Linked DNA regions of Gossypium hirsutum: region 1 is linked to region 2. Evidence: chromatin contacts called from public Hi-C data. All regions are on one chromosome and are shown on one strand. Each heading gives the region's core, a stretch centred on a gene start, on an enhancer-like site or on the middle of the called end of the contact. The rest is flanking DNA. Distances are from core to core; before and after follow the strand shown.

The links. Hi-C and Micro-C count contacts between places; a contact is called where the count stands out from the background.
Region 1: a Hi-C map of leaf shows a contact between it and region 2, with 2.1 times the contacts expected there. The contact joins the promoter of LOC107920932 here to the enhancer-like site in region 2. A contact is called at or near these places in 7 of 34 Hi-C or Micro-C datasets (all in leaf).

The regions. Positions count from the first base shown.
Region 1 is chrD01:10,951,052-10,954,408 of Gossypium_hirsutum_v2.1, forward strand. LOC107920932 (glucan endo-1,3-beta-glucosidase 7) reads left to right here and starts at 1,835. Exons shown (of 3, transcript XM_016850766.2): 1 at 1,835-2,086; 2 at 2,157-3,357. The coding sequence starts at 2,026.
Region 2 is chrD01:10,876,705-10,879,921 of Gossypium_hirsutum_v2.1, forward strand. No RefSeq gene overlaps it. Among protein-coding and RNA genes, the nearest start is that of LOC107921993, 21 kb to the right of the region's middle. Within about 2 kb of position 1,482, at least 5 of the 9 cell types and tissues checked have an H3K27ac peak or open chromatin away from gene starts, as enhancers often do. A contact at or near this core is called in leaf, where this site is marked.

The DNA of each region.
Region 1 (3,357 bases), core at 585-3,084, 75 kb after region 2:
GAAAGAGTTTTGTTAGTTTTAGAGAATTTCAAGTTTTAACCAGAGTGCTTTGTTCTTTCGGGATCTAGGGTTATTTGTTGAGATTATCTTCATCTTGTACTTTTTTAATTTTTGCTCATTTAGTGAAGTCTCTTTTACTCGTGGTTTTTTTTCTCTTCTTTGGAGGAATTTTTCCATGTAAATATTTTTTTGTATTTGATCTTCTCTACTTTTACTTTTATTTTCTCATTGCATATACAAGTCGATCCCCAACAGTACATATGTCGATTGAGTCTTAGCTAAGTCATCATCGTTATTATTGCAACAATTAAGGAGGATATAAATTCGAATGCGATTAAATACGTTTTCCTTTCGATTTAAAAGTTGAGAATAAATTATGAGTTAAACCAATTTAACTCGCATAGAATAATATATTCAAATATTCAATTATATTCTAAATTTGATTCTTAAACAACTCCCACATTCAATCCTTATATATAAAAAAGTTTTATAAGTAATAAAAAAAACTTAAATACCAATAAATTGGACAAAGTCTTGGGAAAAAGTTTTCAAAAACCTATCAATTAATACACTCAATTTAACCAATAAACACCCCCTACAAATATTTTCACGCCGAAAGTGGAGTGCTATATGCAAATTGCAGCTCTTATCTTATCTTAGTCCTTTCCATATTGGAAATTTGATATTCTACAAACTTGAAGACGAAATTGAAAACATACTCTCTTTTTTATTATTATTTAAAAAAATCTTATCCAAATTCATTCTCTTTATTATGGCTGTTAAGATGGGAATTGGGTTGCCAAAATTTTGAACTCTTGTAAAAAAACAAGTTTAAATTTGGATTTAAATTTAAAATTAAAAGAGAAGTTACATAGAATTTAAAACATATATCCTTTATTTAAAAATATATTTCTAAAAAATTATTTATATATATTTACAAACGAAATAAATGGTTGAATCAATCATGTGAAATTGGAAGACTTGTTAGCTAGTGTGATAGTATAAACCCATTAATGGATACAAAGTCTACCAAATATATATATATATATAGGTAATGGGGTGGGCAACAAATCATGATATTATCTTCCTATACTACCAATGGCTTGACCTGTAATTTTTCACCTTTTTTGCAATATGTATGGTAAAACATAATCTTTATGATTATGGTATAAACTCCATTAAACTTATTTTAAGTATATATATAAGATGAAACTTTGGTTAGACTCTTGCTTTAATTAATAATAGTACATTTTTACACCCTAAATCAAAATGAAGGAAAACGTTAAAAAACAAACATGATTTTCAAGTGAAATCTTTGTGACTAAGAAAAGTTACAATCATCTTGTAGTATGGAAACTAAATTTGTACCTACGTAAAATTTCACATTGAATGTTCTTCATAAAAATTGAATTCATTTCCTTACCAACTGACCCACCCAACATGGTTGGTTATTATTATTATTATTATTATTATTATTATTATTATTATTATTATTATTATTATTATTATTGGGAATGAAGATAGGCAAAATAGTTAACTTGGAATAGCAAAAACTTGTCACTTCCCAACCGCATTAATGATTTTTAGAGGAATTTACTCCAATTTGATCCTATAACAAAACCAAACATCAATTGGTTGTCAACTCAACCTACGAATTTAAGAGGAGAGCTAGCTTTTTAAGTAAAACTCCCAACTTCCGTAATCATCAATGTAAAACATGAGGTTAACAATCTTGTAATTGGCTTATGATGTGTGGCTATGATCATAGGTCCTTGCTGCTAATGGGAGCTAACTTAACTTCCACAATTCATGGATGAGATCCGACGTAAGTGAACTACTATTACTGATGTAAAATGAAACGGAGAAACAGTATGTCGACTCATGTAAAACTAACCTAAAAATAGTAGCGAGAAAAGGGTTAGATTGGTGGCTTCCATTGGATTTCAATCCAAACTATATATAACTACGTTTAAACTCCCCATTTTCTCTATCATTAGATTTGGTATTCCTTCCCAAGAACAGGGCATGGCTTCCCTATCTTTTTTCAACTTTCTCATTCTTTTCCTTTCAGCCATTGCTGTTTCAGGTATATATATATATGAACTTCAAAGTTCAATCCCTGTAGAACTCAATGTTTTGTCTTTTCATTTTTGCAGATGCTGGTTCGGTTGGGATTAACTATGGTCGAGTGGCCGACAACTTGCCACCACCGGACAAAGTCGTGCAACTGTTGAAATCACAGGGCGTGGCGAAAGTGAAGATATTCGATAGCGACTCTGCGGTCCTAACAGCTTTGGCAAACTCGGGGATCAGCGTGGTTGTCTGTCTTCCGAACGAACAGCTCGCCTCGGCGGCCAATGATCAGTCATTTTCCGACGGTTGGGTTCAAGCCAACATAGCTAAGTACTACCCTGCAACGAAGATCGAAGCCATAGCTATCGGAAACGAAGTTATCGCGGAGAATATAACTGACACGACAAAATTCGTTGTACCCGCCATGAAAACCATCCAGGCTTCACTGGTTAAATTAAAGTTGGATTCCAACATCAAAGTCTCATCCCCTGTTGCTATCAGTTGCTTGGGAAACTCGTACCCTGCATCGGCCGGTTCGTTCAAAACGAACCAGGTACAATCTACGATTATACCCATGTTGGATTTCTTGAGAGAAACCGGGTCCTACCTCATGGTCAATGTTTATCCTTTCTTCGCATACAAAGATAACAGTAAAACAATCTCACTCGACTACTCTTTGTTCAAAGACAATCCCGGGGTGGTTGATTCGGGTAACGGGTTGAGATACAAAAGCCTTTTCGAAGCTCAAGTCGACGCCGTTTATGCCGCCATGTCGGCTCTTACATATGATGACTTAAAGTTGGTGGTGACGGAGACAGGGTGGCCTTCAGCCGGGGATGCGGCTGAAGTTGGTGCAAGCCAAGACAACGCGGCGGCGTATAATGGTAACTTAGTACGAAGAGTTTTGACCGGAAATGGAACCCCTTTGAGACCCAACGATCCACTTAATGTATACATATTTGCTTTGTTTAACGAGAACCAAAAACCAGGTCCGACATCAGAGAGAAACTATGGGTTATTTTACCCTAATGAACAAAGGGTATATAACATACCGTTATCACAAAAGGGGCTGAATGGTAACCAGTCACCACCGGCGAGCAACGTGAATCAGACGGCGCCTGTGAACAACTGGGGAGGAGTGTCAAAGGCGACGTCAGGGCAGACCTGGTGCATGGCGAGCCCCAACGCTGAGGCGGAGGAGCTGCAGGAGGGGTTGGATTATGCTTGTGGTGAGGGAGGGGCTGATTGTGGGCCAATTCAACCAAATGGTGCTTGTTATAATCC
Region 2 (3,217 bases), core at 232-2,731:
ATATTTATTTATAAATTCTTGAGTATTTTTTAATAACAATATATTATATTATTATTTATTAATGTTACATGAAACTCTAACCAATAAACCAAATATTCTCACAATATAATTTATTGTTGCTTTAGGAACACAAAATAACTCGAATGTTATTAGTAATTATCATTGTTGCTTGAGGAACACAAAATAACAGTACTATGGCTCACGGGCGGTCCAGGTAAGAGCCGGGGTGTAAAATTGTAATATGTATAAAAAAAATAAAAGAATTGATTGGCTTACATAATTTATTGGAAATAATAATATTTTATCCATTTAATTTAAAATGATTAATTAAGTCTTAACTCAAGTTGGCACTGTTACCATTATAATATCTAAAAGAATGTAAGTTTTTTTTAACAATCTCATTATAGATTCTAATCATATCTGTTATTTATAACACAATGCCTGAAACTACTCATAGTCCCTCCCCAACCCATAATAGGAGGATAATGCGCTTCAGCACGCTCGAACCCATATTCTCCTACATTGACAATAATACTTATGCTAATCGAGCTAAGATTCAATCAGCTCAACGAATGTAAGTTTAAACGTGCTTAAGTATGTGTTTTGTTGCAATTTAAGAATTTCAAGAGATTTATGTAAAGAAATAGCTATTGGATAGTAAATAAAAATCAAAGTTGTTTGAATTGAATTAGGCTGGCCAATCATACTAGTTGGATTGAGAATTGGTTGAAGTATCGGTGCAAAGAAAAGTATTGAACCAGTTGATCCAAAAGTTAGTATAGATTGATTGAACCAGATTTTAATATTAAATGCCCTAGAACTTTTGTTTATTGAAAAATAAGTGAGGGGAAACTTACATATCTTAAAATATGATACAAGGGTAAGAAATTTCCATTGTCATTGTCAAAATTTGGAAGTAGTAAAAAATATCTCATTCAAGATCTCTATTTCTTAAACAAAAAGCAACTCATGAAATTCGTGACTCAATTTTCTAAAACGTACCCCACTTTTTTTTAATTATTTTTATTTTGTCCTCTAACATAAATAGTTAAAATAATAATTGTGAACCATATGACTTCATCCACCATTTTTTTGACTAAAGATAAAGTCCGAAAATAAAAATAAAAAAAAGTTAATCATTGATGCTTGATGAAAAACTTATTCTAAAAGATTCTTTCCTACCACTTAAATTAATCACATGTAGATTGCGATGTTAACCAAACACAAGTTTGTTTTATTGTTATATAATATTAAATTAAAAAAACCCTAAGATATGGAATTTCCATTATATCCCTTAGTAGGTTGGGATTTCTTCTTAAAGGTAAGTAAGTTCCCAAGAATTAATGAAATTAGTTATAAAATAGGACCAATAAAAAAAATGTAAGTACCATAATTGATATCTATGGATTATGATATCATGTGGGATACGTGGCAATGGCAGGGTTAGGAATGGGACCAAATAATTGGCTATACTCTTGAAAGATTGATAGACATTGTGTCACTTAGTCATGTGACTTGTGAAGAAATTTCCTACTATGTACCTTTGGGGCATTGGACCCTACCAAAAATACATACGAAAAATAAATGCTTTGGAGAATAATTCTTCACAAAATGAGGTTTGTTGTTTTGCTAGGTAAACAACACACTTTGTTAAGCTAATACCCTTATTAAATATGTTTTATCAAGCAAGAGAGTGTCATTATTACTTGTTATTCACGTATCATGTAATTTTATCTCAACAAGTTTCACCGTATATGTATTATAGAAATCTCTTTCTTAGAAGTAAATTAAAAATAAAATTTAATTCATTTCTATTATTAAAAATTGATGTGACTGACGAAATAAATAGCTAATTTCACGTAATACTAACATATAGGAATTAATTTACTTAGTTTTTAAATGAAAATAAAACATAATATGATTCATAATTTCACCATATATTTATGGTATCATCACATACCTATACAAAAAAATTTAAAGAAGTCACAAATTAGAGGAAGACAGTGGCAAGGAGACTTGCTTTATAAACGACATGATGAAGGGGGCCATTATTTCGTCCATCAACAATTATTTTTTATTCTTTTTCTCCATATATGCAAGTGGAGAAATGTAAAGTTTTGGTTGAACATTAATTAAGCACATTGTGGATGAAATATATTTTATTTATTTATAAATTAAAAGATAAGTTATCATCATACAATAATTAGATAATGATAATTAAAAAAATCAATCAAATCCTTGAAAATCAAAAGCGAAAACAGCACTATGTTAAAAGATTCAAATCGTCATCGCACTTACAAAAGCCGCCAAAATAATATATTAAATCATTTTTACTTAGGAGTAATTAAATAATAATAATGCTTTAAATATTTCCATATATTTTTTAAAATATATATTTCTAAATTTATATTTTTTTATTTTCAATTTTTAAATTTAAACTTTTTCAAATTCTAAACATTAAGCTTTTTTTAACTAATTTTTTTCTATTTTTTGAAATTTTAAAATTTAGAATTTTGAAATAAAAATAAAATTCATTAAAAATTTTGTACAATATATATTTTTTAATTTTTTTTAATTTTATAAAATTTAAATATTTTTTCATTTTTTATAAAAATTTAAAATTATATATTATTATGACTTTTTAACATTTATATTTATATTTTTTTAATTATTTATATATTATTTCTTTTTACTTTTTAAGTCAATACAATATAGATAATAATAAAAAATAAAAGAAGATTGACGTAGCGCATTCTAATAGTGTCATGTGTTAGGTGTTTATTTTTTATTAACACCATCAACTAATTTGGATAACAAAGCATAATTCAAATACAAAAGTGATAAAACAAATATGGTTAATAAAAGATATACTTTTTATTTTCTTTTTTGTTAGATATTTTTTTTACTTATTTGCCTAGGTATATTCCACGTATAATTCATTAATTACTAATGGGTTAAAGCTTAATTTATTCAAAGTTATACTCAATTACAAGTTTGAAAATTATTTTTTAAATATTTGATAAAAATATTGATTAAATCTTAATTTGATTGATATCAATATTGTTACGTGAACACGCTTAAGATTAAATTAATTTTGAATTTGAGGACTTAGGAGTAATTTAGGCAATGTACCAACAAAATAAACTTGGACTAAAATTATATATATTAAAATTTAATTAACTAAATGAGTTAAAATAATAAAAGTAAAAAAATTAAG